Regions from separate parts of the Mus musculus genome. Here region 1 is linked to region 2. The links are chromatin contacts, called in public HiChIP or PLAC-seq maps. All regions are on one chromosome and are shown on one strand. The core of a region is the stretch at or near the end of the contact, and the rest is flanking DNA. Distances in the headings are between cores, read along the strand shown.

Region 1 (6,342 bases), core at 437-2,936, 2.1 Mb after region 2:
TTGGAGCAGGAATTTATGGTCTATTTCTGGTAGAAATGACAACAATACTCAGCCTGTATGTCACAGGTAAGAATCATAAAGTGACATACTTTGAAAAATGTCCTCATTACTCCCTGAAAATTCATGTATTCCTATGCCCATTTTTTATTACACTCTTGATGCTGTCTGTCTACAAATGCCCAGGGCATCAAGTTATACATATTGTAAATTTATGACAGCAATGTATTTTTCCCTGCATCTCCAATTTTTATTTTTCAAAAATTCCTGTTGTCAGTAAATTTTCTATCACATGAATTAGGGATTATACTCATTTCATGAATATTACAATTGTTAGAATATTCACAGAGAATCATTCTGGTAGAGGATTTGCATTATCTGGTTTCTTTGGTCTTGCAGATATTACAGAGCTCCTAGAGTTTACTCTCATCTGTGCTAACTAAATCTCCTAGTGCTTGCGTTTTCAGGTGAATGGCCTTCCCACATGAAGTGTCCCAAAGTGCTTACACAGTTACCGTCTCTTCTATCTCTGTCTCATCCCTTGTTATTCATGTTTTCATCCTATCCTTGTGTTTCATGTATGTTCTGAGGAAGGTTTTGGATGGGTATTCATGCTGTCATATATTCATAATTCCATGTTCCATGGTAAATGACAGCATGGATTTCCATAACTCCACTTCTTCCTTCTTTTATAGTGTTGCCTTTTCCCCACTGCTGGCTTTTTATTCAGCTCTCTCTGAATTGGCAGTTTCCCTCTACAAACCATGTTTGTCTGACTATGGACTTTGAACATTTCTTTAAGTGGTTTTCAGTAATTGGAGAGTCTTCAGTTGTGAATTCTTGGTGTAGCCATACACACCATTTTTGGACTGGGATGTTTGGTTTTTTGGTGGTTATCTTCTTAAGTTCTTTATATATTTTGGATATTAGCCCTCTATTGTCTGTGGAGTTAGTGCTGGTTTTTTCCCAATCTGTAGGTTGTTGATTTGTCTTATTGACTATGTTGTTTGCCTTACAGAAGCTCTCTAGTTTCAGGAGGTCCCATTTATCAATTCTTGATCTTAGAGAATGAGGCATTCGAGTTCTATTTAGGAAATATCCCCTGGTGCCTAATGAGTTCAAGGCTCTTTCCCACTTTCTCTTCTTTTAGACTGAGTGTATGTGATTTTATGTTGAGGTCCTTGATTCACTTGGACTTGCGCCTTGTGCAAGGTGACAAATATGGGTCTATTTTCATTTTTCTACATACAGACAGCCAGTTAAACCAGTACCGTTTATTGAAGATGCTTTCTTTTTTCCATTATATATTTTTCGCTTCTTTGTTAAAAATCATGTGTGTGTAAGTGTGTGGTTTTATTTCTGTGTCTTCAATTCCATGTCATTAATCAACTTGTCAGTCTGTGTACTAATACCATGCTGTTTTTAATCACTATTGCTGTGAAGACAGAATTAGGCTGTGTTTCCTTTCAGGAATAGCAAATGCCAGTTACCCCTGAGTCATTTCTTCAGTCCTAATGATACTTATATGTCCAACCGCTAACCGTTTTAGATGGATGAGCTCAAATAATTAAGAAAAGAGTAGGGATGAAGTCAAAGAACTTTACATGATTCTTTTTTATGTAATCTATAATCATGTTAGATCAATGAGCTCAAATAATAAAGAGAAGAATATTGGTGAATTCAAAAGTTTTGTATTTTCAGTTGTGCCAGTAATAGATTCACGAGTAATAAAGTATCCATAAATAATGAAGTATTAGTGTGATTCTTATACATCTTAATATGGTCATTTCCATTATAAAAACTATTCTACTATATCACTTTTTTTTTCACATATGTCATTTAGTTATACATGTATGTCTAACCATTCTGAAGGGAAACCACTGTGTAATTCATCAAATTATTATCTGTATTGATTTTGTCATATAGTCAAAAATATTACATTATATTAATGCTACCTATTGCTAACTTTATATCATTAAATATTCTCAAATTAATTCTTCATTAAACAATCATTTAATTCTTCATGAAAATATTCTTATTCAATCACATCACAAGGTATTTGATTCTATGTCTTGTTTGTAATTTTGTTTGTATACACTGATTTTACACTTCCTAACTGCTACAATAGAAAAAAAATTATTTCTCTTAAGTCATTCTTGTATTTGGTATTCTGAACTCTATTTCTTTCTTCTAGAAAGGATACACTACTATTTATAGGCCTTAAAATCCAAACTGAGCATTTTAGACGTGCTGTTGACACCCAACTTCAGACAAGAGAGGTACTCGGTTCTTATTTGAACAATACTGATAGTTGTAGAATTTGGAAGCACAGTTTTACTCACCATCACTTTACTATCTATAAACTAGATGTAACACTGGAATTGTTCTTATTATCAAAAACGTGTTCATAAAGATATATTCCTGCATCTAAACCTCAAATATATACATTACAATGTCTAAATGTATGCTGTGAGTCTGAGTCCATTAACTCATCTACCTTTTACTGAAAGGAGACAACACAATATGACTATGATAATTTTAGATGATACCATTTCTTAAAATGGCCTCATAATTCCCATGACCTAACATACTTCCTGTTCTTGATTAGGTTTCAGAATATGACATGAATTCTCTCTCTGAAAGGCAACCTTAAATCCAATCAGAATATGTTTTACTGTAATTGGTTTTTGTTTGCTGCTTTCATAAAGCACCATGTTCAAGGAAACTAATAGAAGAAAAAGACTACTTGGTGTATTGCTTCCAGAGGATAACCATCATCCATGGCAGGAAAGACGGGTAGAACATAGCTATGTTGTTGAAGTAGAAAGGTGAAAGATCACTTCCTCAACCCCAGTCATTAAAGAGGAAGAGAGAATTAAGATGGCTTGGGTCGCTGGGCAGTGGTGGCACACGCCTTTAATCCCAGCACTTGGGAGGCAGACAGGTGGATTTCTGAGTTCGAGGCTAGCCTGGTCTACAGAGTGAGTTTCAGGACATCCAAGGCTACACAGAGAAACCCTGTCTCGAAAGTCCAAATAAATAAATAAATAAATAAATAAATAAATAAATAAATAAATAAATAGAAAAAAGATGGCTTGGATCTATTCTTTTTTCTCATAGCCAACCTCAGTTTCCTACTTTATTCAGTAATATTCCAACAACTAAATTCCTCAAAGCATTGTGATCCACTGAGGATCCAACTTTAAAAGTATTATCCAATAGGAGATTTATTCATTCATACCTATATAATCAGTCTTCTAATATCCTTGTAATTTTTAAACTGATTTTGATATCAATGTAGAAAACAAAGCTCCAATTTCTTGTATGGGTTTCCTGTTTGTGTGTTTGTTTGTTTATAAAACTTGGTCCCACACTCTAGTCCTGATTTTCATGTGTCCTGATATAGAAACCAGAATGGCTTTTAGATCACATCAATCTGCCTGCCTGAGCCCCCTGACAGCTAGGATGGAAGACCTCTGTCATTGACAGGCTGATTTCTTTTCTTTTCTTTTCTTTTCTTTTCTTTTCTTTTCTTTTCTTTTCTTTTCTTTCTTTTCTTTTCTTTTCTTTTCTTTTCTTTTCTTTTCTTTCTTTTCTTCTCTTCTCTTTTCTTCTCTTTTCTTTTCTTTTTTTTCTTTCTTTTTCTTTTTTTTTTTTTGTCTGAAATCTATATCTTCATATATTGGCCAATGAATTACCACCAGGCTTACAGAGTTCATTTCTTGTTTCATTTCAGAGTGACCATTCCTTAGACTTTTATATCTCTGGATATAATGTTCACAACCTGCATATGTAAATTATTTTCTTACCCACTTGTAGGAGTTCTCTGGTCTTTCATTAAGTTTGTTTCTGCCTTCTTTGAATTCCTGTGCTTTGTTCCCTCTTCATGTCATTTGTCCACATTGAATGGTGTTCAGATTATATTTTGACTTTTGCCTCTTGAGTTTGTTTCATAATTCATTTTGTCATGAGAATTGGTATTCCATTAGTGATTTGGGCTAGGGGAATTTTATTTTATTTATTTATTTATTTATTTATTTATTTATTTATTTATTTATTTATTTATTTTTTAATAGGTTTTTTGGCTTATATTTGTTTATTTATGTTAATTTTTTTATTAGGTATTTTCCTCGTTTACATTTTCAATGCTATCCCAAAGGTCCCCCATATCCACCCCCCCCAATCCCCTACCCACCCACTCCCCCTTTTTGGCCCTGGTGTTCCCCTGTACTGGGGCATATAAAGTTGGCAAGTCCAATGGGCCTCTCTTTGCAGTGCTGGCCGACTAGGCCATCTTTTGATGCATATGCAGCTAGAGACAAGAGCTCTGGGGTACTGGTTAGTTCATATTGTTGTTCCACCTATAGGGTTGCAGTTCCCTTTAGCTCTTTGGGTAGTATCTCTAGCTCCTGCATTGGGGGCCGTGTGATCCATCCCATAGCTGACTGTGATCATCCATTTCTGTATTTGCTAGGCGCTGGCATAGTCTCACAAGAGAGAGCTATATCTGGGTCCTTTCAGCAAAATTTTGCTAGTGTGTGCAATGGTGTCAGCGTTTGGAAGCTGATTATGGGATGGATCCCTGCATAGGGCAATCACTAGATGGTCCATCTTTTTGTCATAGCTCCAAATTTTGTCTCTGTAACTCCTTCCATGGGTAGTTTGTTCCCATTTTTAGGAAGAGGTAAAGTGTCCACACTTTGGTCTTCCTTCTTCTTGAATTTCATGTGTTTAGCAAGTTGTATCTTATATCTTGGGTATCCTAAGTTTCTGGGCTAATATCCACTTATCAATGAGTACATATTGTGTGAGTTCCTTTGTGATTGGTTTACCTCACTCAGGATGATGCCCTCCAGGTCCATCCATTTGCCTAGGAATTTCATAAATTCATTCTTTTTAATAGCTGAGTAGTATTCCATTGTGTAAATGTACCACATTTTCTGTATCCATTCCTCTGTTGAGGGGCATCTGGGTTCTTTCCAGCTTCTGGCTATTATAAATAAGGCTGCTATGAACATAGTGGAGCATGTGTCCTTCTTACTGGTTGTGACATCTTCTGGATATATGCCCAGGAGAGGTATTGCTGGATCCTCCAGTAGTACTATGTCCAATTTTCTGAGGAACCGCCAGACTGATTTCCAGAGTGGTTGTACAAGCTTGCAATCCCACTAACAATGGAGGAGTTTTCCCCTTTCTCCACATCCTCGCCAGCATCTGCTGTCACCTGAATTTTTGATCTTAGCCATTCTGACTGGAGTGAAGTGGAATCTCAGGGTTGTTTTGATTTGCATTTCCCTGATGATTAAGGATGTTGAACATTTTTTCAGGTGCTTCTCAGCCATTCAGTATTCCTCAGGTGAGAATTCTTTGTTCAGCTCTGAGCCCCATTTTTTAATGGGGTTATTTGAATTTCTGGAGTCCACCCTCTTCAGTTCTTTATATATATTGGATATTAGTCCCCTATCTGTTTTGGGATAGGTAAAGATTCTTTCCCAATCTGTTGGTGGCCTTTTTGTCTTATTGACGGTGTCTTTTGCTTTGCAGAAGCTTTGCAATTTTATGAGGTCCCATTTATCGATTCTCGATCTTACAGCACAAGCCATTGCTGTTCTATTCAGGAATTTTTCCCCTGTACCCATGTCTTCGAGGCTTTTCCGTACTTTCTCCTCTATAAGTTTCATTGTCTCTGGTTTTATGTGGAGTTCCTTAATCCACTTAGATTTAACCTTAGTACAAGGAGATAGAAATGGATCAATTCGCATTCTTCTACATGATAACTGCCAGTTGTGCCTGCACCATTTGTTGAAAATGCTGTCTTTTTTCTACTGGATGGTTTTAGCTCCCTTTTCAAAGATCAAGTGACCATAGATGTGTGGGTTCATCTCTGGGTCTTCAATTCTGTTCCATTGGTCTACTTGTCTGTCGCTGTACCAGTACCATGCAGTTTTTATCACAATTGCTCTGTAGTACAGTTTTAGGTGAGGCATGGTGATTCCACCAGAGGTTCTTCTATCCTTGAGAAGAGTTTTTGCTATCCTAGGTTTTTTGTTATTCCAGATGAATCTGCCAATTGCCCTTTCTAATTCGTTGAAGAATTGAGTTGGAATTTTGATGGGGATCGCATTGAATCTGTAGAGTGCTTTTGGCAAGATAGCCATTTTTACAATGTTGATCCTGCCAATCCATGAGCATGGGAGATCTTTCCATCTTCTGAGATCTTCTTTAATTTCTTTCTTTAGAGACTTGAAGTTCTTATCATACAGATCTTTCACTTCCTTAGTTAGAGTCACGCCAAGGTATTTTATATTATTTGTGACTATTGAGAAGGGTGTTGTTTCCCTAATT
Region 2 (6,059 bases), core at 3,067-5,566:
AAAAAACTGTTCTTAAAAATATATTCCTGCTGGGCGTGGTGGCACATGCCTTTAATCCCAGCACTTGGGAGGCAGAGGCAGATAGATTTCTGAGTTCACGGCCAGCCTGGTCTACAGAGTGAGTTCCAGGACAGCCAAGGCTACACAGAGAAACCCTGTCTCGAAAAACCAAAGGAAAAAAAATATTCCTGCATCTAGACCTTAAATGTATACATTAAAATATCTAAATGTATGCTGTGAGACCATTATGTCATGTACTTTTACTGAGAGAAGAGAACACAATATAGACTATGATGATTTCAGATGATATCGTTTCTTAAAATGACCTCATAGTTCCCATGACTTAACATACATCCTGTTCTTGATTAGGTTTCCGAATATGACATGAATTCTCTCTCTGAAAGGGAACCTTAAATCCAATCAGAATATGTTTTACTATATTTGGTCTGTATTTTTTGTCTATTGCTTTCATTAAGCACCATGTTCAAGGAAATTAATAGAAGAAAAAGACTACTTTGGGTAATGCTTCCAGAGGATAACCATCAACCATGGCAGGGAGGACTGATAGAACATTGCCATGTTGTTGAAATAGAAAGGTGAAAGATCACATCCTCAACCCCAATCATTAAAGAGGAAGAGAGAATTAAGATGGCTTGGATCTATTCTCTTTCCTCATAGCCAACCCCCAGTGTTATACTTTATTCAGTAATGTTCCAACAACTAAATTCATCAAAACGTTTTAACCAACTGAGGCTTTGACTTTAAAAATATTATCCAATAGGAGATTTATTCATTCATACCTATATAATCAGTCTTCTAATATCCTTGTATGTTGTGTCCGACCAGCGGCTCACATGTCTGGGTTCGGTTCTGGGAAGGCATCTTGGAATCTGGAAGAGAAGAGGGAGCTAGGTGGACAAGAGAAAGATGAAGCTAAGACAAAAATTCTGATCAAAGCTCAATTTTACTAATTCGTGCACCAAGTTATGAAGGAGGGGAAGGGGGCCGATTCCCGCCAAATCATCTTACAGGTGAACACGTGATAGCTCCAGAACAGCTTCTTGGCAGGCAGCAGCAGTGGGAGTGGCAGGACGATAGGGCTGCAATTCTTCTGTTGAGGGACATCTGGGTTCTTTCCAGCTTCTGGCTATTATAAATAATGCTGCTATGAACATAGTGGAGCATGTGTTCTTATTACCAGTTAGAACACATTCTGGATATATGCCCAGGAGAGGTATTGCTGGATCCTCTAATAGTACTATGTACAATTTTCTGAGAAACCGCCAGAATGATTTCCAGAGTGGTTGTATAAGCTTGTAATCCCACCAACAATGGAGGAGTGTTCCTCTTTCTCTGCATCCTCTCCAGCATCTGCTGTCCCCTGAATTTTTTATTTTAGCCATTCTGAGTAGTGTGAGGTGGATTCTCAGGGTTGTTGTGATTTGCATTTCCCTGATGATTAACGATGTTGAACAGTCTTCTAGGTGCTTCTCAGCCATTCCATATTCCTCAGTTGAGAATTCTTTGTTTAGATCTGAGCCCCATTTTTAAATTTTTTTTTTTATTTTCTGGAGTCCATCTTCTTGAGTTCTTTATATATATTGGATAATCCTCCCCTAACATCATTTTAATTCATCATCTTCTTTGACTGAGGCATCCATCTCCTCTACCTTTTCTTTAAGTCTGATAATCTGTCTCCCACAGGTTCTCTATGTATTATTTTTATTTGCCTTACTGCATTTTGTTTTCAGGGTCTTTTGGGGAGGACATTTCTAAGCACCTATTGAACTCAATTTAAATATTTTATATTGTCGACATTTCCTTCAGGAATCTGGTATTATTTTCTTGTTCATCATTCATTTTCTTCCTCTCTGAGTGGATTTTCATGGTTTACAAACTTTAATCTCCTTGATCATGACTGTGGCTTTTCAATTCTTTATCTTGGATATCATGTAAATTGTGCTCCTTATAGGGTACATATATGGTTTGAAGTTTGAGACAAGGACATTTTATCGTAGTTTCTGTTTGTTTTGGGTTCTGAGCATCAGAATTTAGAGGAATTGCTTAATTGTGTGCATTTTTAGTCCAGAGGGCTAGACTCAAAATATGAGAAGTTAGGAAGGATCCATTGTATCTGAAGGGTTCAGAACCCAGGTGCAGTGTCCTACTACATCCAGCTCTGGTCTAGTCTGGCAGCAACTTTGTGGAGAAGCTGTGCAGAGTAGGTCCAGGGAAGTTGTGTGAAAGGCAGCCTGCAACAGAGTTGGGGGAGGGGTTCCTGATGGGGACTGTGGGATTCCTGCATGAATTGATGAGTTTAAGGAAAAGACAAATTAAAAGCAAAGGAAAAACAAGCAAGCAAGCAAACAAGCAGAAATCCAAAACAAAAAAATTGCTGTGAATAACTGGGAAGCTAATGAATTAAAAGGTCCGGAAGTAGGTGGGCCTAGAAGAATTCCAGGAAGCTGTTGAATATTGGGCGGGTCCAGAAGGAGGGGCTAGGCAGAAGTAAAAGGAAGTTCTGCCATTTCATCATTCTCTTTGTTTCTCCGCTGCCTCGTGGTAAGGAACTCCTGGTGGAAGAGTCATGCCCAGTACTTGCGGCACCTGAAAACTTCCTTAAGCAGCTGTTGTTGTGCTGGCCTCCTAGGATATTCAGCAGCTGGTCCTGTCACCTTCCAGGTCAGAGGAGCGCTGGGCTGGGAAATGGGCAGGAGCAAGGCCAGCATGTGGAACAGTGGTGCATTTTCTGCCGCCACTCTTACAATTTTGTTGTGGATATCTTACCATTGTCAGGAAGTTTGAGACCCTGTGAATTGGGTTCAAGGTCATGTTTTAATAAATTTTATGATTGCCAGAATATTTTTTTTAATAACCCCGTTAGATCTGTGGCCGTCTCCATAGTTTTAAATAGGGATGTAAATGTATATAGGGAAATGTAAATGAGGAAAATACCTAATAAAAATATTTTTAAAAAAAGAAAGTTACTGTGAGGGTGTCTTAAGATGTCTGTTGAGAGTGAATTGTCTGATATGAGGTGGTTTTCTCCAGAAGGTCTACTTGCTTTCTGAATCACCTATTCTGTCCACTCTAAATGTTTTCCTGTCCTTGACCTGTGTTCTTATTGATGCTCTGTGTTGCATTAGTCCCCACTAGAGTGAAATAATTATTGTTGACCTTCTCTGTACTGGTTGCTTTAGTTTTGAGTCTGCTTGCCTTATTTCTGAGGTATGTTTCTTCTCTTATATTCTTGAGAGCTTTTATACTGAGCAGTGTCTATTTTTTACTGTATAAGTAAGTTTCATTCTCCTATTGTCACTGTAATTTGGGAGGATTCCTGACTACATCTATTAACCTAGGCCTAGTCATGTAAGCTTCTACTCTCCATACAGTATTATCTAAGGCCTGGTGTGTTTTCAGCCTCTGAAATTTGCTGCTGAATAAGCTCCCCCTTTTTTATTCCTTCTCAATGCTTACCTGAAATGAATGAAACACCATTCAACTCTGGGCATGATTCATGGTAGGCACTAGCCATTTGTCCTTGACTCTAGTCCCAGGAAGATAAGTTCTCAGTAACAAACCTGATAATAGTGTTTTACAGCCTGGATGCATATGCTCTGTGTTTATGCCAGGTGCCCACTGAGGTCAGAAAGCGTCCTCAGATTATACTTATATTCCTTACTACACTAAATATGTCATGCCATGCTCTCATGTCTGTAGAAGTGTTGACAAGATTCTTTGTATCATTTTGCTTTTAATGTTCTTTTATGTGGTTTATCATTGTCTATTACGTAGTTGTAGTAATTTCATTTTTGTATTTTTCAAACCCTGTTGTGAAACTTCAAGAAGAGTTCCAATATTTGAAACAGGGAAAAAAGAAAAAGGATGAGTTCTTCTCTGGTAAACACTCCACAGGTCAGTGTGCTGTCCACATTTCTTTGAAAAATCCTTTTTCATTCAAACCACTGCATAGTTCTGTTATCTATATGTGGTCATATTATCTAAGAGGATTTTTTCTAATCTCTTCATTTTCTTCTGGGATGAGGAGAATTTAACGGTTTGGTCTTTTCACATATATAACACCATTATATTTTCCGTGCAATTTCCATGGACTGAAAACCTGCAAATCTCAATGGTAATCTATTGTAAATGATGCTCAAAAAATATATCGATTGCGAATTTTTATTTTGGATCGAATTTTGACCTTTTATATTAGTGTGGAAGGAAGGTCTCCTGTGTCACTTAATTTGCATTGGGGTTCCTGTGCTCAGTCTGATGGTTATCTGCAAGCACCACAAATGGATTTGTATTGGTCAGACTGTGGCATGGCCTCAGGGGATAGCACTACCAGGCTCCTTTCAGCAAGTGCGTCTTGGCATCTGTAATAGTGTCTCGGTTTGGTGTCCGAAGATGGGATGGATCCCTAGGTGGGGCAGTCTCTGGATGGCCGTTTCTTCAGTTTCTGATCCATTCTTTGTCCCTGCATTTCCTTTGGAAAGGAACCATTCTGGGTTAAAAATCTTTAGATGGGTTGGTGGCCCTTTCTTCAACTGTGGTCCTTGCATATGCACTGGAATTCACTTTGTAGTCCAGGCAGGCCTTGCACTCAGAAATCCACCTGCCTCTGCCTCCAGAGTGCTGGGATTAAAGGGGTGGGCCACCTAGCCAGGCTCATTTATGTTTCAAATGCTATCCCTGTTCCTAGTTTCCTCTCTGATAATCCTCTATCCTCTCCCACCTCTCTCTGCTCCCCAAACCACCCACTCCCTCTTTCTGGCCCTGGCATTCCTCTATACTGGGGCATAGAATCTTTGTAAGTCCTAGGGCCTCTCCTCACACTAAGCCTTCCTCTGTTACATATGCAGCTAGAGACACAGTCCAATCATGTGTTTTCTTTGCCTGGTGGTTTAGTCCAAGGGAGCACTGTTTGTACTGGTTTGTTCATATTGTTGTTCCTCCTATAAGGCTGCAGACCCCTTCATCTCCTTGGGTAGTTTCCGTAGGTCCTTCATTTGGAACTCTGTGCTCCATCCAATAGATGACTGTGAGCATCCACTTTCTTTCTTTCTCTCTTTTTCTCTCTCTTCCTTTCTTCCTTCCTTCCTTCCTTCCTTCCTTCCTTCCTTCCTTCCTTCCTTCCTTCCTTCCTTTCTTTTTCTTTACTCCTCTCCTCTCCTCCCCTCCCCTCCCCTCCCCTCCCCTCCCCTCCCCTCCTTTCTTTTCTTTTCTTTTCTTTTCTTTTCTTTTCTTTTCTTTTCTTTTCTTTTCTTTTCTTTTCTTTTCTTTTCTTTTCTTTTCTTTTCTTTTCTTAAGACAGGGTTTCTCGGTATAACCCTGGCTGTCCTGGAACTCACTTTGTAGACCAGGCTGGCCTCGAACTCAGAAATCCTAATGCGTCTACCTCCCAAGTGCTGGGGTTAAAGGCATGCTCCATCACCTCCTGGTTGAACATCCAGTTTATTTGCCAGGAAATGGTATAGCTTCAGAGGAGACAGGTATGTCAGTGTCCTGTCAGCAAAATCTTGTTGACAGTTGAAATGGTGTCTGGTTTTGGGGGTTGTTTATGGGATGGATCCCTGGGTAGGGCAGTCTCTGGATGGCCCTTCCTTTAGTCTCAGCTCCAAACTTTGTCTCTGTAACTCCTTCCATGGCTGTGTACCCTATTTTTTTTTGTTTTTAATATTTATTTATTATATGTAAGTGTACTGTCGCTGTCTTCAGACACTCAAGAAGATGGCATCAGATTTCGTTACAGATTGTTGTGAGCCACCATGTGGTTGCTGAGATTTGAACTCAGGACCTTTAGAAGAGCAGTCAGTGCTCTTAACCGCTGAGCCATCTCACTAGCCCCCATGTACCCTATTTTTAATAGGGTTATTTGGTTCTCTAGAGTCTAACTTCTTGAGTTCTTTCTATATAGTGGACATTAGCCCTCTGTCAGACAGAGGAATGGTTAAGATCTTTTACCATTTTGTGGGTTGCTGTTTTGTCCTATTGACAGTGTCCTTTGCCTTACAGAGGCTTTTTAATTTTATGAGATCCCATTTGTCCATAGTTGA

Evidence for each region. HiChIP or PLAC-seq counts read pairs in DNA pulled down with a chosen protein or histone mark.
Region 1: a contact with region 2 is called in an Esrrb HiChIP or PLAC-seq map of expanded potential stem cells, with 25 times the contacts expected there. The contact joins two enhancer-like sites. A contact is called at or near these places in 2 of 15 datasets of contacts at CTCF or cohesin (the NIH/3T3 cell line and embryonic stem cells), 8 of 484 Hi-C or Micro-C datasets (the C2C12 cell line, the CH12 cell line, the G1E-ER4 cell line and 4 more), 20 of 115 datasets of contacts at active chromatin or transcription factors (CD4 single positive thymocytes, astrocytes, bone marrow-derived dendritic cells and 10 more) and 2 of 9 other capture datasets (adipose tissue and macrophages).

The regions. Positions count from the first base shown.
Region 1 is chr4:147,496,010-147,502,351 of GRCm38.p6, forward strand. The region is part of intron 2 of Zfp982 (zinc finger protein 982); the gene reads left to right. Among named protein-coding and RNA genes, the nearest start is that of Zfp985, 54 kb to the right of the region's middle. Within about 2 kb of position 1,687, at least 1 of the 459 cell types and tissues checked has an H3K27ac peak or open chromatin away from gene starts, as enhancers often do. A contact at or near this core is called in expanded potential stem cells, where this site is marked.
Region 2 is chr4:145,429,900-145,435,958 of GRCm38.p6, forward strand. It overlaps Gm42346 (gastrula zinc finger protein XlCGF71.1-like), which reads left to right. Exons shown (of 3, transcript XM_030253952.1): 2 at 3,847-3,915. Among named protein-coding and RNA genes, the nearest start is that of Gm42346, 21 kb to the left of the region's middle. Within about 2 kb of position 4,317, at least 6 of the 459 cell types and tissues checked have an H3K27ac peak or open chromatin away from gene starts, as enhancers often do. A contact at or near this core is called in expanded potential stem cells, where this site is marked.